Regions from separate parts of the Capra hircus genome. Here all the other regions are linked to region 2. The links are chromatin contacts, called in public Hi-C maps. All regions are on one chromosome and are shown on one strand. Each heading gives the region's core, a stretch centred on a gene start, on an enhancer-like site or on the middle of the called end of the contact. The rest is flanking DNA. Distances are from core to core; before and after follow the strand shown.

What was found. Hi-C and Micro-C count contacts between places; a contact is called where the count stands out from the background.
Region 1: a Hi-C map of blood shows a contact between it and region 2, with 5 times the contacts expected there. The contact joins the promoter of LOC102178292 here to the enhancer-like site in region 2. A contact is called at or near these places in 3 of 5 Hi-C or Micro-C datasets (all in blood).
Region 3: a Hi-C map of blood shows a contact between it and region 2, with 3 times the contacts expected there. The contact joins the promoter of LOC102171899 here to the enhancer-like site in region 2. A contact is called at or near these places in 2 of 5 Hi-C or Micro-C datasets (both in blood).

Annotation. Positions count from the first base shown.
Region 1 is chr15:280,388-283,553 of ARS1.2, reverse strand. It overlaps LOC102178292 (membrane-spanning 4-domains subfamily A member 5), which reads left to right and starts at 1,592. Exons shown (of 5, transcript XM_018058937.1): 1 at 1,592-1,840. The coding sequence starts at 1,688.
Region 2 is chr15:215,181-218,038 of ARS1.2, reverse strand. No RefSeq gene overlaps it. Among named protein-coding and RNA genes, the nearest start is that of MS4A13, 33 kb to the right of the region's middle. Within about 2 kb of position 1,573, at least 1 of the 5 cell types and tissues checked has an H3K27ac peak or open chromatin away from gene starts, as enhancers often do.
Region 3 is chr15:340,418-343,134 of ARS1.2, reverse strand. It overlaps LOC102171899 (membrane-spanning 4-domains subfamily A member 7), which reads left to right and starts at 1,372. Exons shown (of 5, transcript XM_013969988.2): 1 at 1,372-1,493.

The DNA.
Region 1 (3,166 bases), core at 343-2,842, 65 kb before region 2:
TGGCTAGATACCGCCATAGCAGCGTTTTCAAAGTAGGCAGACCTGATTTAAACAGAGGATGCCGACACAGAATGGATAAAAAACACAGTTCTTCCCTCCCCTTCATCCATGCACTGAGAGAGCAGCTCCTTCTCTGCAGACACTGGAGTACACTTTTCTACCCCTGAATCTGGGTTTTCCATGCCAGTAGTCAACGGGACATCAGCACACATGATTCAGGAGACTTTCGAAAAGCATCTGAGATGCGAGAGTCCACCAACTGCCAGATATGTGACCGCGGGCCTATGTGCTGAGTCGCTTCAGTCGTGTCCGACTCTTCGTGACCCCATGGACTGTAGTCCGCCAGGCTTCTCTGTCCAGAGGGTTCTCCAGGCAAGAGTACTGGAGTGGATTGTCATGCCCTCCTCCAGGGGACCTTGCCAACCCGGGAACTGAACCAGCGTCTCTTTTGTTTCCTGAATTGGCAGGCGGGTTCCTTACCACAAGAGTGACCTGGGAAGCCCAGATATGTGCCGGAAGTCACACTAAATCACCTAGCTATGGCCCCTCCACCAGCTAACCACAGACGCATGAGAAAGCTGGACAGAGGAGAGCTGAGCTAGACCAGCCAGTAGACTCACCCAACAGAACCCAAAGCACTGTGAGCAATAGCAAATGGTGGCTGTTTGAAGCCACTGAGTCTTAAAGTGGTTTGTTCACAGCTAAGCTAATAAAGGTCCGTCTAGTCAAGGCTATGGTTTTTCCAGTAGTCATTACAGATGCAAGAGTTGGGCCATAAAGAGAGCTGAGTGCGGAAGAACTGATGCTTTTGAACTGTGGTGTTGGAGAAGACTCTTGAGAGTCCTTTGGACTGCAAAGAGATCAAAGCAGTCAATCCTAAAGGAAATCAACCTTGACTATTCATTGGAAGGACTGATGTTGAAGCTGAAACTCCAATACTTTGGCCACCTGATTGGAAGAACTGACTCACTGGAAAAGACCCTGATGCTGGTAAAGATTGAAGGCGGGAGGAGAAGGGGATGACAGAGGATGAGATGGTTGGATGGCATCACTGACTTGCTGGACATGAGTTTGAGCAGGTCTGGGAGTTGGTGATAGACAAGGAAGCCTGGTGTGTTGCAGTCTATGGGGTCCCAAAGAGTCAGACGCAACTGAGCAACTGAACTGAACTGAGCTGAAGCTAATAAACTCAGCTGGCGAAAAACAAAAGTGACAGGCTAAATAGATACATCTGCTTCAAGACGTAGCTAATTAATTCTGTGGCCTGAGAGGTTTTGTTTTCTACCTGTTTGAAGACAGAGAACTAGAATACATGTCCATAAAACTCATTTATTTGAGAATTGAAATGTCTTTATAGACCATTTAGTCCAACCTAATAGGTGCACAGATAAGGAGGCTGAAACCAAGAGGGGGCTATGACTTGCCCAAGATCACAGTGAGTTCCTGACTGAATCAGGTCTACTGGGCAGATCTCTGAACCCCAGACCTGGGCCTTTTACTCACTAACCTTCTGGAGATCTTGACCAGTCCTGAGATTCCATGACTATGACTCAGCGGTTCTGTAATTCCAAGGCAAAGCACAACAATGGCGGTGCTTCCGACGGCCTTGTACAGAAGAGCATGACCTAGGCTGAAGTATCAGCTAAACCATCTTTAGGTTTCACTTCAGAACCTCAGCTACGCCATCATGAGCTCAAGAGCTGCACACAGTCCTGTGTTCCTGGTCTTTCCTCCAGACATCACTATGCCCGAATTTCAGTCAGCGGATGCCACAGGCTCAACCTACGACTCGAGCATGCCCTTTCCAAAATTGCTCGCTACAAGAATGAAAGTCTTAGGGGTGAGTAAGATTTCCCCCATGTAAATTCCACACAGGGTATGTTAGAGGCTTAATGTTTGTTAGCCCCCAAATTTATATCTGAAATCCTAATCTTAATGTGATGGTATTTGGAGACGGGATTTTCGGGAGGTCGTTTCGTTAGTTTCCACTGGTGGAGCCTGCATGAATGGGGGATTAGAGCCCTTGGAAGGGGAGGCCAGAAAGCCAGAAAGCCAGCTAGCCAGCAGCACTCTGCGACCTGGCAGAGGACCTCCTTCAGAACCCAACCAGGCCGGGAATCAGAGCTCAGACTTTGGGTCTTCAGAACTATGAGGAATAAATTTCTGCTGTTTGTAAGCCACTCAGTCTATGGTACAGAAGCCTGAACTAAGACAGTGGGTAAGAAGAGAAGGGGGAAATATATATATATATATATATATATATATATATACATACATACATACAGTAGAACGATGTTTATTAAATCTGTTTTACTGAAGTGTAGTTTATTTACAAAGTTGTGCTAATTTCTGCTGTGCAGCAGTGATTCAGCCATATATACATTCTTTTCCGTACCCTCTTCTAGTATGATTTATCACAGGGTACTGAATACAGTTTCCTATGCTACAGAGTAGGACCTTGTTGTCTATTCATAATAGTTTGCACCTGCGACCCTAAACTCCCAGTCCAACCCTGCCCCCGCCTCCCCTCCCCTCTGGAAACCACAGGTCTGTTCCCTAGGTCTCTGAGTGTTTCTGTTTCATTGATAAGTTCATGTAAGTCATATTGTAGATTCCGCATCTAAATGATATCGTATGGTATTTGTCTTTCTCTTTCTGACTTACTTCTCTCAGTGATAATCTCTAGGCCCATCAGCGTTGCTGCAAATGAGACTGTTTCATTCCATTTATAGCTAAAGGACATTCCACTGTGCATAGAAACCACGGTGGTGGTGGTTTAGTCGCTCAGTCATGTTCGACTCTTGAGACCCCAAGGATGGTAGCCCCCCAGGCTCCTCTGTCCATAGGATTCTCCAGGCAAGAATACTGGAGTGGGTTGCCATTTCCTTCTCCAGGGGATCTTCCTGACCCAGGGACTGAACCCGGGTCTCCTGCATTGCAGGCAAATTCTTTACCAACTGAGCTATAAGAGAAGACCTAAATCTTCTCTATTTATCTGTTGGTAAAACATTTGGGTTGCTTCTATGTCTTGCCTACTGAAAGCAGTGCCACTATGAACATTGCAAGGGCTTTCCTCGCATCTCAGCTGGTAAAGAATCTGCCTGCAATGCAGGAGATCCCGGTTCGATTCCTGAGTTGGGAAGATCCCCTGGAGAAGGGATAGGCG
Region 2 (2,858 bases), core at 324-2,823:
TGGTGGGCTGCAGCCCCCGGGTTGCAGAGTCAGATGCACTGAGCGACTAAGACTTTCACGTTCACTTTACGCTGCCCCTGCTGCAGCGCCTCTTGTTTAAAAGGTTACCCTTCCTCCGCGGAGTTGCTCTTGCACCTTCATGAAAACCTAGGTGTGTCTGTGCGCTTCTCCATCTGGGCTGTCTATTCTATTCCATTGATCTGTGTGCCCCTCTCCAGCACCACAGTCTCAATCCTTGTGCCTACATGAGAAAAGTGGAGTTGCCCCGTCACGTCCGACTCTTTGTGACCCCATGCACTGTAGCCTGTCAGGCTCCTCTGTTCATGGAATTCCAAGAAAGAACCGGAGTGGGGGGCCATTCCCTTCTCCAAGGGGATCGTCCTGATCCAGGGATCAAACTGGGTCTCCTGCGATAGGTTCTTCACCACCTGAGCCAACAGCGAAGTCCTGTAGCTATATCAGTTCAGTTCAGCCGCTCAGTCGTGTCCGACTCTTTGTGACCCCACGAACTGCAGCACACCAGGCCTCCCTGTCCATCACCAACTCCCGGGGCTTGCTCAAACTCAGGTCCATCAGTTCAGTAATACCATCCAACCATCTCATCCTCTGTCGTCCCCTTCTCCTGCCTTCAATCTTTCCCAGCATCGGGGTCTTTTCTAACGAGTCAGCTCTTTGCATCAGGTGGCCAAAGTATTGGAGCTTCAGCTTCAACATCAGTCCTTCCAGTGAACACCCAGGACTGACCTCCTGTGGCTACATAGTGAACCTTCACTGCACAGAGAGGGTCCTTCTCCTTTATTCTTCCTGGGATTGTTCCAGCTGCTCTTCATCCTGTGCCATTTCACAGAAACTTTAGAGTGACTCTGTGCCTGTTTAACAAAAACCTCATTGGGGTTTTGGAAGGAATTTTATTAAACCTTTCTGTCAATTTGGGGAGAAGTCACACCCTCACCATATCACGTTGCTTTCAAACGCTTCCTCCTCAACTTCACAGCAGCACACCCTTCTTGTTGTCTCTCTTTTGCTGCTAATAACTTTTTCCTGTCTCTCAGCTTCATCTTCCTCTGCCTAGACATTAAATATTCAACAAATACTTTCTTTAGGTTCAAGTCACTTGACCCACAGACACGTACTGTCCAAGCAACATGATAAGATCCCCAGCTCTCTGTCACTTTCTGGAGTTGCACAGCGCCCGGGAGCAGAAAAGGCGCTCATTTTCTCTTGCCTCTCCAAGATCCAAGGTAACTTCTTGGTGCCTCGTAGAAAGAATGAAAAGCGTCCTTGCTTGAAAGAGGCAAGAAAGTTCAAGGGGGATGAAGAAAAAGAAGAGGCAAAGATGAGCCATGGAGGACACCTGGTGGTGAAGCCTGTCACCGTCCTGTCAAGGCCGCGTCTTGGACCGCACAGGCCACTAGAGGGCACGACTCAGGCGCAGCTGCCGCGCAGACTTCCCAGTCTTGGGGAAGCTCCACCGGGAGCCGGGCGCCGCCCATCCTGCAGTGCCCCCCGCCGCCGCCTGCCGCCGCTTTTCCTCCGTGGCCCGTGGGAGCCTGCAGACCCGGTGAGAAGCAGCTCCTGCAGGCGCCCTGCTTCAAGACCGAGCCTGGCGCCTGTGGACACAGAGCCCAGAGCCTGCCACGTATTCCCTGACTGTGCCCTCAGGCAGACTGCTTGCCACGCTTCCACGCACCGTCCCCCTGTCCAAAGCGGCAGTTAAACTTATTACAGGGTTTTCATGAGAATAAATAACGGAGGTGAATGTAAGACCAAATAGTGTCCGATAAACAGCATGTGATGCTATTTCTAAACTAATTCGTGTGTGTGTGTGTGTGTGTGTGTGTGTGTGTGTGTGTGTGTGTGTGTGTGTGTGTGGAGTCGTTCAGGGATGTCTGGCTTTTTGTGACCCCATGGACTGTAGCCCACCAAGCTCCTCTGTCCATGGGATTCTCCAGGCAAGAATACTGGAGAGGGTTGCCATTCCCTTCTCTAGTATCAAATATACTACCATCCTTTAGCCACTAGACACTGAGGTTTAGAATCTGCCTTCATTCCACATACTTTCTAGGAGCCCTGGGCATCTCTTGCCTCCTCCTCCCCTTATTCTTAGCCAGTTTATATCACTGGTCCTTGGTTTCTTTCCTGAGACCTCCAGCCCCAAGAGACCAATCCCGCACCACATCCCTTCCCAGGAAACTGGATCTGGCTCCCTGCATCTCTGGCTACAAGATGGACTCTGCCTGGCAAACACGGAGCCATCACGCCTGAATAGGCTGGTGCCCCTCACACAGCAGAATGCAGACAAGCGCTGGAAACAAACAAAAATCAGTGAGAAGATAAATACAGAAAAAAAAACAAACGCTAAGGCAGTTAGTGGTTCTCACCTCGTTGGATAATGTGCAGACCCTTCTAGTTACTGTGAAACCTGTGCATGTAGCCGCATGTGCTGTGGTCACGGGGATTGTGCCCTGCAGGTCCAACATTACAATGTGCGATGTGTGAAGCCTGGCTTATCAGCTGCAACCCCTCCTCTCCCCAAAATATGAAAAACTGAGAGAACGTAAGCGTTAAAATGTAAGGTTTCCCTGGGGGCTCAGACGGTAAAGAATATGCCTGCAATGCAGGAGACCTGGGTTCAACCCCTGGGTCAGGAAGATCCCATGGAGAAGGGAATGGCTACCCACTCTAGTATTCATGCCCAGATAATTCCATGGGCAGAGGAACCTGGTGGGCTAGGGTCCATGGGTCACAAAGAGCTAGACACAGCTAAGCAACTAACACTTTCATTTCTGTATCACTTTCAAGCATTATTTATAACTTACTATCCAATGAGAAAATTCTGTTCAGACTATCTGAAAGAA
Region 3 (2,717 bases), core at 123-2,622, 130 kb before region 2:
CCACTGAGCAACCGGGGACGCCGCTGGCAATGCACACCTCCTGGAAAATGAGCTTGCTTTCAGCCCTGATGGCTTTGTCTTTGACTCCAGTCTACTGACCTGCTTCCTGAGATGTGCCTGCACTTTTCTGAGCCTGAACTTAGGAAGCCAGGAAATGAAGAGACATCCAGAGGAAGCAACAAGTGGGCAGTGAGAGATGCCGTAGGTCACTTTCACTTTGCCAGCAGCCAGGACAATGGGGAAATATATCAGTTCTCCCAAGTTCAAAGTTAATATCGTTATTATCACAAGTTATGGAATGCCTACATTCTATAAACTCTTTCTGTCCTCTCCCTCTAATTTTCCCAACAGCCCTAGAGTGGAACTAGCGTCCCACTCCAGTGCTCTTGCTTGGAAAATCCCATGGATGGAGGAGCCTGGTGGGCTGCAGTCCATGGGGTCACTAACAGTCGGACACGACTGAGCGACTTCACTTTCACTTTTCACTTTCATGCATTGGAGAAGGAAATGGCAACACACTCCAGTGTTCTTGCCTGGAGAATCCCAGGGACAGGAGCCTGGGGGGCTGCCGTCTATGGGGTCGCACAGAGTCAGACACAACTGAAGCGGCTTAGCAGCAGCAGTAGCAGCACCCACATTATTATTGTCTACCTTCCCAGGCGGCTCAGTGGTAAAGAATCTGCCTGCAATGCAGGGGACACAGGTTCAATTCCTGGGTCGGGAAGATCCCCTGGAGAAGGAAATGGCAACCCACTCCAGTACTATTGCCTGGGAAATCCCATGGACAGAGGAGCCTGGGGGGCTACAGTTATGGGGTTGCAAAAGAGTTGGACATGATTTAATGGCTAAACAACAAGCTTCATTTCACTTCAGTTCAGTCACTCAGTCATGTCCTACTCTTTGCGACCCCATGGATTGCAGCACGCCAGCCCTCCCTGTCCATCACCAACTCCCAGAGTTTATTCAAACTCATGTCCATTGAGTCAGTGACGCCATCCAACCATCTCATCCTCTGTCGTCCCCTTCTCCTCCTGCCTTCAACCTTTCCCAGCATCAGGGTCTTTTCAACTGAGTCAGCTCTTCACAGCAGGTGGCCAAAGTTTAGCGGATAAGAAAACTCAGGCTTAAAGGAGTCAGCTGAATGTACCCAAGGAGAAGGGAAATGGACTCTAACTGGGGTATGCATCTCACGTATCTCCACAAGCTCTTTCTCTTATCTGTTACTTCTCCTTTGTGTTATTTCCCAGACCTTGAAATTCAGAAAGAGGAAGGAGACGTATTTTTTCACACATCAATTGTCTGTAAATAGAGCAAATCATTTCTTGTGTAATTGGAAGTACTGCTGTTCTGAAGAAGGGATGGGAAGTGTCAGAAGTGGGAGGGCAGAGGAGCAAGGTCGCTGCAGCAGGAACAGCAGTGGGAGGTTCTGGCTGAGCTCCTCCGGCAGAGCTGCCGCGCCAGCCACAGCACACAGGACTGGGCTGCAGGAGCAGGTAGGCACCGTGGTTTGGGCTTCCCAGGTGGCTTGGATGGTAAAGAATCCGCCTGCAATGCAGGAGACCTGGGTTCCTGGTCGGGAAGCTCCTCTGGAGAAGGGAATGGCAACCCACTCTGTATTCTTGCCTGGGGAGTTCAATGGAGAGATGAGCCTGGAAGGCTGCAGTCCATGGGGTCGCAATGAATTGGACACAACTGAGCAACTAACACTTTCACTTTTTCTTTTGACTTGGATCATGAATTTGCAGGGCGAGGACCGTCCTTTAAGTGGGCAGCCAGGAATAGGATTCTCGTTCTGTCTCTGACCCCCTGCTTGGCTTGCTAAGACTTCCCAGGCTTCTGTTTATTTACTTTCCAAATCAGAGAATGGAGTGAAACGATCCTTAGGTCTCCTTCAAGATGTTGAGGGGATGATTTTCTATAATTCTCTGCATTTCCTGGTGTGTCAGTCTTATACAGAGCGCGCTCTCAATAAACTCTGTGCAGTTAGATTGAACCCTCAGCACCGAGCCCCACTGCTCTGCTCTAATTCTGTAAGAGAGAAAATTGCTCGTTGCAGAGCAGGTGGCCTCCAAGTGGTGACTTGTCTTCAAAGTTGGAGTTTTAGAAGTGTTTTGCAAAGTTGGGAGCTACCATATCTTTATCTCCCCTTGATGAATGTGGAGGGAAAAGGAGCTCTCTCAGACAGTGGAGCTTGGAGACGATGGCACCCTGTCTGGAGCCTTCTTGCAAAGTCATAGGGAATCTTGGTGATACAGAATTCTTCCTAAAAACCAGCCATATGTGTCAAAATTCAGGTGGTGTAGCCTTAAACTCCTTAAAAACACTTCTAAATGTTACTCTCAGAAGGTAATTGAATAGACGTGGCACCACAGAGGGGCAAAGATATTCACTGTGGCATTGCTCATAATGGTAATTGTCCATAATGGGCGTCCCAGGCAGCTCAGCTGGTAAAGAATCGGCCTGCAATGCGGGAGGCCTGGGTTCCAGCCCTGCTTTGGGAAGACCCCCTGGAGCAGGGCATGGCACCCCACTCCAGTGTTCTGGCCTGGAGAATCCCATGGGCAGAGGAGCCTGGCAGGCTGCAGTCCATGGGGTCACAGAGTCAGACACGACTGAGCGGCTAAGCACAGCACAGTGTTGGAGTCTCAGCTTTAGCATCAGTCCTTCCAATGAACATTGAGGACTAGTCGCCCTTAGGATGGACTGGTTGGATCTCC